Linked DNA regions of Rattus norvegicus: region 1 is linked to region 2. The links are chromatin contacts, called in public Hi-C maps. All regions are on one chromosome and are shown on one strand. Each heading gives the region's core, a stretch centred on a gene start, on an enhancer-like site or on the middle of the called end of the contact. The rest is flanking DNA. Distances are from core to core; before and after follow the strand shown.

The links. A called contact is a pair of places that touch in the nucleus more often than the background predicts.
Region 1: a Hi-C map of frontal cortex shows a contact between it and region 2, with 1.8 times the contacts expected there. The contact joins two enhancer-like sites. A contact is called at or near these places in 2 of 12 Hi-C or Micro-C datasets (frontal cortex and prefrontal cortex).

Annotation. Positions count from the first base shown.
Region 1 is chr7:128,075,925-128,079,605 of GRCr8, reverse strand. Tmem117 (transmembrane protein 117) reads right to left here. Exons shown (of 8, transcript NM_001271239.1): 7 at 2,653-2,782. Among named protein-coding and RNA genes, the nearest start is that of Tmem117, 440 kb to the right of the region's middle. Within about 2 kb of position 1,380, at least 4 of the 93 cell types and tissues checked have an H3K27ac peak or open chromatin away from gene starts, as enhancers often do.
Region 2 is chr7:127,777,105-127,780,580 of GRCr8, reverse strand. The region is part of intron 3 of Tmem117 (transmembrane protein 117); the gene reads right to left. Among named protein-coding and RNA genes, the nearest start is that of Tmem117, 140 kb to the right of the region's middle. Within about 2 kb of position 1,535, at least 3 of the 93 cell types and tissues checked have an H3K27ac peak or open chromatin away from gene starts, as enhancers often do.

The sequences.
Region 1 (3,681 bases), core at 131-2,630, 300 kb before region 2:
CTGAAGAATTCTAATAGCAGACACAAATACATAACAGACAAACTGGAAATACCACAACTGTGCTGATTACAATACAGTTTTACCTCAAGGCCCCCACCCTTAATTTAACCACTAGACTGCTCAAAGGGGCTTTTCAGTGGACTCCGGAAACTATCCTTTGCATGGTGAATTCTGGGAAAAACACAGACCTTCCGACTTTAGCTGTGAGATCTTAGTCAGAATGGAGAAGTACTCAGTTAGTCACATTACCCGAAGAAGACCTTCCTGAGTCCAATCCCCCTGCTCTTCCCCAGACCCACTGTGTCAGAACTATTCAGGAACAGATGGGGCTAGAACTCACTCTCTCATTAGAGACTTCTATTAATTATTATTTAATTAATCATTAATTAGAGACCTATTAATCAAACCATGCGGGGAGAGGAGAAGGCCCCGAATGAATGATGCACTGAGTCAATGTATGTTGTTGACATGAGTATGGCCATGCCAAGGACCTCAAAGCCTTATACCATTGGGGGAATGGAAACACCTTCCCTCCCTCCTGGTCCACACATGAATATTGACAGTATGTGCAGAAAATGCCCTGGGTAGCTTTCTCCCTTGGCTATTTAAGGCCTTAAGACTCCTCTCCTATAGTGACTCCATCTACTGAGACTAGCTAAGCCATTCTCCTTGATCCAGCTGGACACCATAGGCGCCACCTCCTTGATTTAGCTGTGTACAGTAACCTCGTCTTGTTCGGCTGTATATAATATTTCATGCTGCTCCTCCATTGGAGGGCATGGTCTATGTAAGCTCAGCATTTCTATTTGTCCCTTTGCTTTCCTTTATTCCTCCAGCACCTCGGCCAGGTCCGTTCGAGAGCTGTATAACTCTCAGCAAACACTGCCAGAAGCCTTAGTCGTCTACCTGTCCCCTTCTGGAAAACTTTATTAATGTTCCTTTATTCTTTCCTGCAGCTTCTGTTTCATGAGTCAAGGTTGGAGGCCCTGTATATATCTGTGTTCCCCCAAATGCACAGAGGAGCTTTGGCTCACAGCCCCTGACACTGCAGCTTCACAGATCCTGCAGGCACATGGCCTTTTCAAGACATTGTGTATGACTTTTAAACATGATCATTTGTCATCTTTTTAACTAAAATATCCCCAATTGCACCAACACTGGGTACTGTAAACCCTGAAACTTCCCCTCCTATAAATGACACTGTATATAACAGTTCAATTTTTAAAACCTGATTTGTTCTCCAATTATTTTCTATCTTCATCCCCCCCTACCCCAGTGTTTGCTGCCTAAGTGGTAAACCTTTAACAGATTCTGATAGAGACTGTGTGTGCAGGGGTTGCCTGAGACAAGAGCCAGTGGGCAAGAACAGATGGCCCAGACAAAGTCACCCAGAGGGACAACGGTGAAGTTATGTGTATGATGGCTATTTTAGAAGTCCAAGAGGATGGCGCGCTGCACAGATTAAGTGGGGACTCTGAAACCACACTCTGTGACCTGAACTCAAATCGATTGATTTACCAAGTGAATTTAATAGATGAGCCTTGGCTGCCTTGAATAGGAACACAAACCTGATGCATCTTCCCTATTCATGAGCTCATTCTCAAACTCGGGAAGGTCGCCTCGTGCTCAGAGCCAACGCACAGCTTCCTGGCTGGGAAGCAGAGTTTTTCAGTACTCAGATGTTAATGTTTTCTGCGCTTGGGCTATTTTTATCCAGCAGCACAGACGGCAGAGTGAGCACAGATTTCTTCTGCAGTTTTCATTGTAGCAGGTGTGGGATCCTAGGCCATTGTCCTTAAAGCAGACAGGTCCATGCCCTGCATCCGAACAGTTTAGGAGTGAACACTACCCTTTATGTCTATGATCATTCAACTGTCTGCTTTTTGTTAAAAAGAAGAAAAGATATAAAAATTATCTTCAGGGTATCATTCGGGCATGAGAATGACTAAGAGGCTATTCACTTCAGAAGCATAAAAAAAAAAATCAGAGTAAAACAACCTGGAGATTCACAAAACAATCTCTCGAGATAAACTTGTGCTAGGACACAGAAGTAGGTTCCATGGAATCAAGTAGTCAGTAGTCTAATTCTTTAAAGGTGTGAGAATGGATTGAAGATTCCAGACCACATCGTCTTCACCTTATAGTCAATGCAGAAGCACAACATGCATTGGTGTTGAAAATATACACCAAGAATTGTGAAAAAGCCACCCCACGTGTAAGATCCATGTGTAGTGGTCCATGAAGTGTGGCAAGACTAGTGCTCTAGAAAAGAGAGTTTGTCCCCCACCCTTTCATATCACAGGCAGGAAGGCTCGATTCAACACTGCAGTGGCTGCCCAACTGTACTGCCTGTGTTCCTTGTCTCTAAGTACAGGGCTTTACCAGTGATTGCCAATGGAGTGTGACTGAGGTGAGGTATTAAGGCAGGTAAGAAACATTGTCTCCATTGCATTTATTCCTATGTGTTCACTGGATCTCACTTGTCCGTGCCACCATGAGCCTACAGCCCAGACAGATGGCACTGAACCACCAGCCCACCTAGAGCCATCTTGCATTGTTGAGCGGATAAGAGCTAACTAAACACATGGCTCTCACCAGTGGTTTACTTCTCACAGACGACATCCAAAGGTACCCCAAAGTCATACACCGTACCTGTTATGTGAATGCGGTATTCCTCCTTGAAGATCTTCTGGAAGAAGGGAATCTTGAACTGCATGTGAGGAGTGTGCAACCCGGGGAGGTTCACGTCAACATCGCCCATGAAGTGTGGGAATTCCCAGTCCTGTCAGAAAGTCAACATGTGAGCGTATCCGTGATCTGATTTGACTTAGGAAGCAAGATACCCCAAACCAGCTTTCTCTAAGCACTTGCTTTAAAATCACTTAAATTCAGCTGGCTGCCAGATGTATCCATTTCACTTGGTGATTATCATCTTACATGCACTGGATATTGGTGTGCATTCAAAATAAAAATTAAGTCATCGCTCGGATTCTTACTGTTTTTCAATCTAGTAATTAGAAGCTCACATGAAATGCCTCGCATCTCTACAGTTTGCTCCCGTTATATGCTGATCGTTACATATTTGGATCACGGAAGTAACTGGTATAGGGCTAATAAACTTATGACATCTTATTTTGCTACTTTCAGAAGTATGAGTGCTATAATTTCATGCCATACATAAGGAGACAAAGTGCCAAACTCCACTAAAGTGTTTTTACTATGTGTACTCTAGAAACTGTGCAGAAATCGTTCAAACACCAAGGAATTCTGTCTAGCCCATTTGCTTGCTGTTCAGATGAATTTGAGCACAAGATGGAAACCAAGAGCCTCCAAGATTACCGTTAGTCACCTCTAGTAAAGGTAAAACTAGACCGGGCATCGCTCTTTCAGAGGGGAGTATCCTGTGAGCCCTGTCAGGAGCCACACTTGATCTCAGATTTTAAACCACTGAATTAAAAAAAAATCACAATTATCCCATGAAAGAAGAACACACTAAATATTAAAAAAAAATTTGAGGTGGGTCCATAGACAGGAAAAGACATACTTTCACTGTTAATGATTAAATGATCGCCGTAGGTACAGAACTATGTTTAGTTGATGTTTTAATGTGAAAACATGGTGAACAAAATATTAGTTTGAGATTTCAATACACTACATCATTTGAAACTGCTAAGTTCACTC
Region 2 (3,476 bases), core at 286-2,785:
TACACTGTTAGCATTTATAACGCTGGGTCCTACCTCTCTAACAAGCAGTGAAAGAGATGGCACAATGGGTAAGTTTCATAGCGTACAAGTGCAACGTTTTTTATTAAAACAACCATGAATGACCATGACTCTTTCTGATTAAAATTCTTTCAAACGTGTTTCACTCAGTACACCAGGCTCACTAACGTCTTTAGAGAAGAGCTGAGAGTTCAAGAGTTCCTGTGGATGCAGAGAACTGTTGAAAATTTACCGCAGGTGATACAACGATGACCTTTCCTTAGAGTACACATGTCATTTTCAAAAGAACTGATAGAAAATCCAAAGCACAAACAAAAAAACACAACAGGTCTCCTAAAGGGAAGATTCCTTTTGCAAACATTCAAAACTGATAGCTGACCAGCTCAGGACACTGCCGTCTCCTCTGTGTTGATGTTCCCTGTCCAAATTCAAGACGACAGGGAAGGGTTGTGCCAGAGCACAGCTGCGGCACACAGCAGGAAACCCACCAGCAGAGTGGCCCCGTCACCAAGAACAGCCGGCACACACCAATCCGAGAGTAATTAACGCGTGATGCACCGACTAGATTGTCTAATTAAATAACGGTGTTTAATTACTAATTAGTATGTGACTTATGCAGACGGAACGTTTAGACTTGTCAGATGTTAAAAGGAACCCTGAGAAACCCGAAGCCCTGTCACTTCTGTGTCTCTGACACAAGTGAGAAAGAGACGAGCCTCCTCTGTCTAGCCAAACCGCAACATGAAGAAGTCGCCCATCTTCCTGAGGGAGACGACGTCTTCATTCTGCTTGAGTCGGGATGTTACCTGCGACAGCCAAGATGGTGCTTCAAACTGTGGGGTGATATGTAGTTCTAATATCCCGCCCGTTAGAATATCCAACGCTGACCAGTAGGACTGGTTTGGTTCTTGCTTTGTCTATAGTTACTAACTACACACACACATGCAACGATCTGCCTTCAACGCCAACCTCCTCCAATGACAAACACTCAGAATATCAAATCACTCCCCTTGTCACTCTGGGTCTTGAAGTAGGGGCTAAAGAGGGATGCCAATAGACTCTGAAGACGGGTTCTGCAAGTCACATAAAACTTTGTTCCACAACTGTGAGACCTGGGAGTTTCTGGGTTTTCTTTTTCTTTTTTTTTTTTTCCTTTTTGGCATCTATAGAAAAAGTACCATCTGTCTCCTCATTACTCTGAAAAGGAAAGCAAAAGGAAAGCTTGGTGAAGCAGCAGGTTGCCAATCTTTACTTTCAATTATTTATCATCTGAGATGCAGGCGTGCACTCGAGCACACACACACACACACACACACACACACACACACACACACACGGCTCCGGGAATAACGTCTTCTGCATTTGTGGAAAGTGTAGGTGGGAGCGCCCCGTGTAAAAGGTTGAACAGGAAGATGAGATGGACACCCATCTTTATTAAACACTACTTCTCATCATCTTGCCAAAACAAAAGCAGCTAAGGACGTCTCCGCCATGTCCCTGGAGACAGTGCCACACCTGCTGCCTGAAAACACAATCCTGTAACAAAAGAAACCAGTAAAATGAGGACGCTGGCCGGGAGGACTTGAGGGACAGCTGCCTTCCCCAAATCACCCAGGCTGCCTCCCCCCGCCCCCACCGATGCTTTGGATGGCATTGTGTTTATTTATTTTGCCTGTGAGTGTATGACACCACACACATGAAGAGGTCAGAGGGTGTCTGCTAGGAGTTGCTTCTCTCCTTTCACTGCGTAGATAGATCCTGGAGGTGTAACTCAAGTCCTGAGGCTTCCCCGTAGGTCCCTTTCCCAACAGAGCCACTCCCCAACACCCACCTCACCCCCAGCCACCAGCTTTACCTGTACTTCCCTGTCACATCTCTAGGATGTGATACACCCCACCTCTAGGAAATCCTTCTGTTCAAGATGAGGAAGGTGGCCCGTTCTGTGGAGGTGAGGAAGATGGCCAGTTCTGAGGAGGTGATGAAGGTGGCCAATTCTGTGGAGGTGAGGAAGGTGGCCAGTTCTGAGGAGGTGATGAAGGTGGTCCATTCTGTGGAGGTGAGGAAGGTGGTCCATTCTGTGGAGGTGAGGAAAGTGGCCAGTTCTGAGGAAGTGAGGAAGGTGGTCCATTCTGTGGAGGTGAGGAAGGTGGTCCATTCTGTGGAGGTGAGGAAAGTGGTCCATTCTGTGGAGGTGAGGAAAGTGGTCCATTCTGTGGTGGTGAGGAAGGTGGTCCATTCTGTGGAGGTGAGGAAAGTGGCCAGTTCTGAGGAAGTGAGGAAGGTGGTCCATTCTGTGGAGGTGATGAAGGTGGCCAATTCTGTGGAGGTGAGGAAGGTGGCCAGTTCTGTGGAGGTGAGGAAGGTGGCCAGTTCTGAGGAGGTGAGGAAGGTGGCCCGTTCTGTGGAGGTGAGGAAGGTGGCCAGTTCTGAGGAGGTGATGAAGGTGGCCAATTCTGTGGAGGTGAGGAAGATGGACAGTTCTGAGGAGGTGAGGAAGGTGGCCAGTTCTGAGGAGGTGAGGAAGGTGGCCAGTTCTGAGGAGGTGAGGAAGGTGGTCCATTCTGTGGAGGTGAGGAAGGTGGTCCATTCTGTGGTGGTGAGGAAGGTGGCCAGTTCTGTGGAGGTGAGGAAGGTGGCCAGTTCTGTGGAGGTGAGGAAGGTGGCCAGTTCTGAGGAGGTGAGGAAGGTGGTCCATTCTGTGGTGGTGAGGAAGGTGGCCAGTTCTGTGGAGGTGAGGAAGGTGGCCAGTTCTGAGGAGGTGAGGAAGGTGGCCAGTTCTGAGGAGGTGAGGAAGGTGGTCCGTTCTGTCCAGGCAGCTCCCCTTGGGCTTCTTCAGGGTACTTGGCTCACCATTCACCTTCACCTTCACCTTCATCCCTCTCCCCCACCCCAACCCCCAGCTCTGAGGAAAAGAGGGCACCATAACTTTCTGTTTCTAGTAAAGAAGGAAGAGAATGGCAGCCATCAGTGTGAGGAATGAACTGCTAACTTGCCTTTTCTCTCCGACATAGTTTAAAATCCTCGGCTGAAATACAGGCTTGGGCAGTGTTAGCCAGGTGGAGACCTAGGAACACAGTCCAAGGCAGGAAGACAGAGACTCTATGGTGCCATGGGGACAGGCCTGCTCCCACAAGGAGCAGTTGAACAGTGGACAGTAGTTATAAGAACCTGTTCTTGCCAGCCTGGGGCAGGGGGGATAAGAGAAAGAGCCACAGGCTGGGTTGAAATTTGGAAGAATCAAGAAATGCTAGAGTCAAGCACAGAAGTGGAACAGAAGCCATGGGAAAGCCAATTCGGCAGGTGGGCCCCGGGGACAGAGCCCATGAACGCTGTTCATGCCAAAATTGGAAGTGAAGCCTGTGCTGCTGTCTTCTGGGTATTTTGTTGTTGTTTATGCTTTTGAGGATGAATGGTACGCATTTGTTCCATACACCAAAGAGCTTCTATGGGTGGAGTCT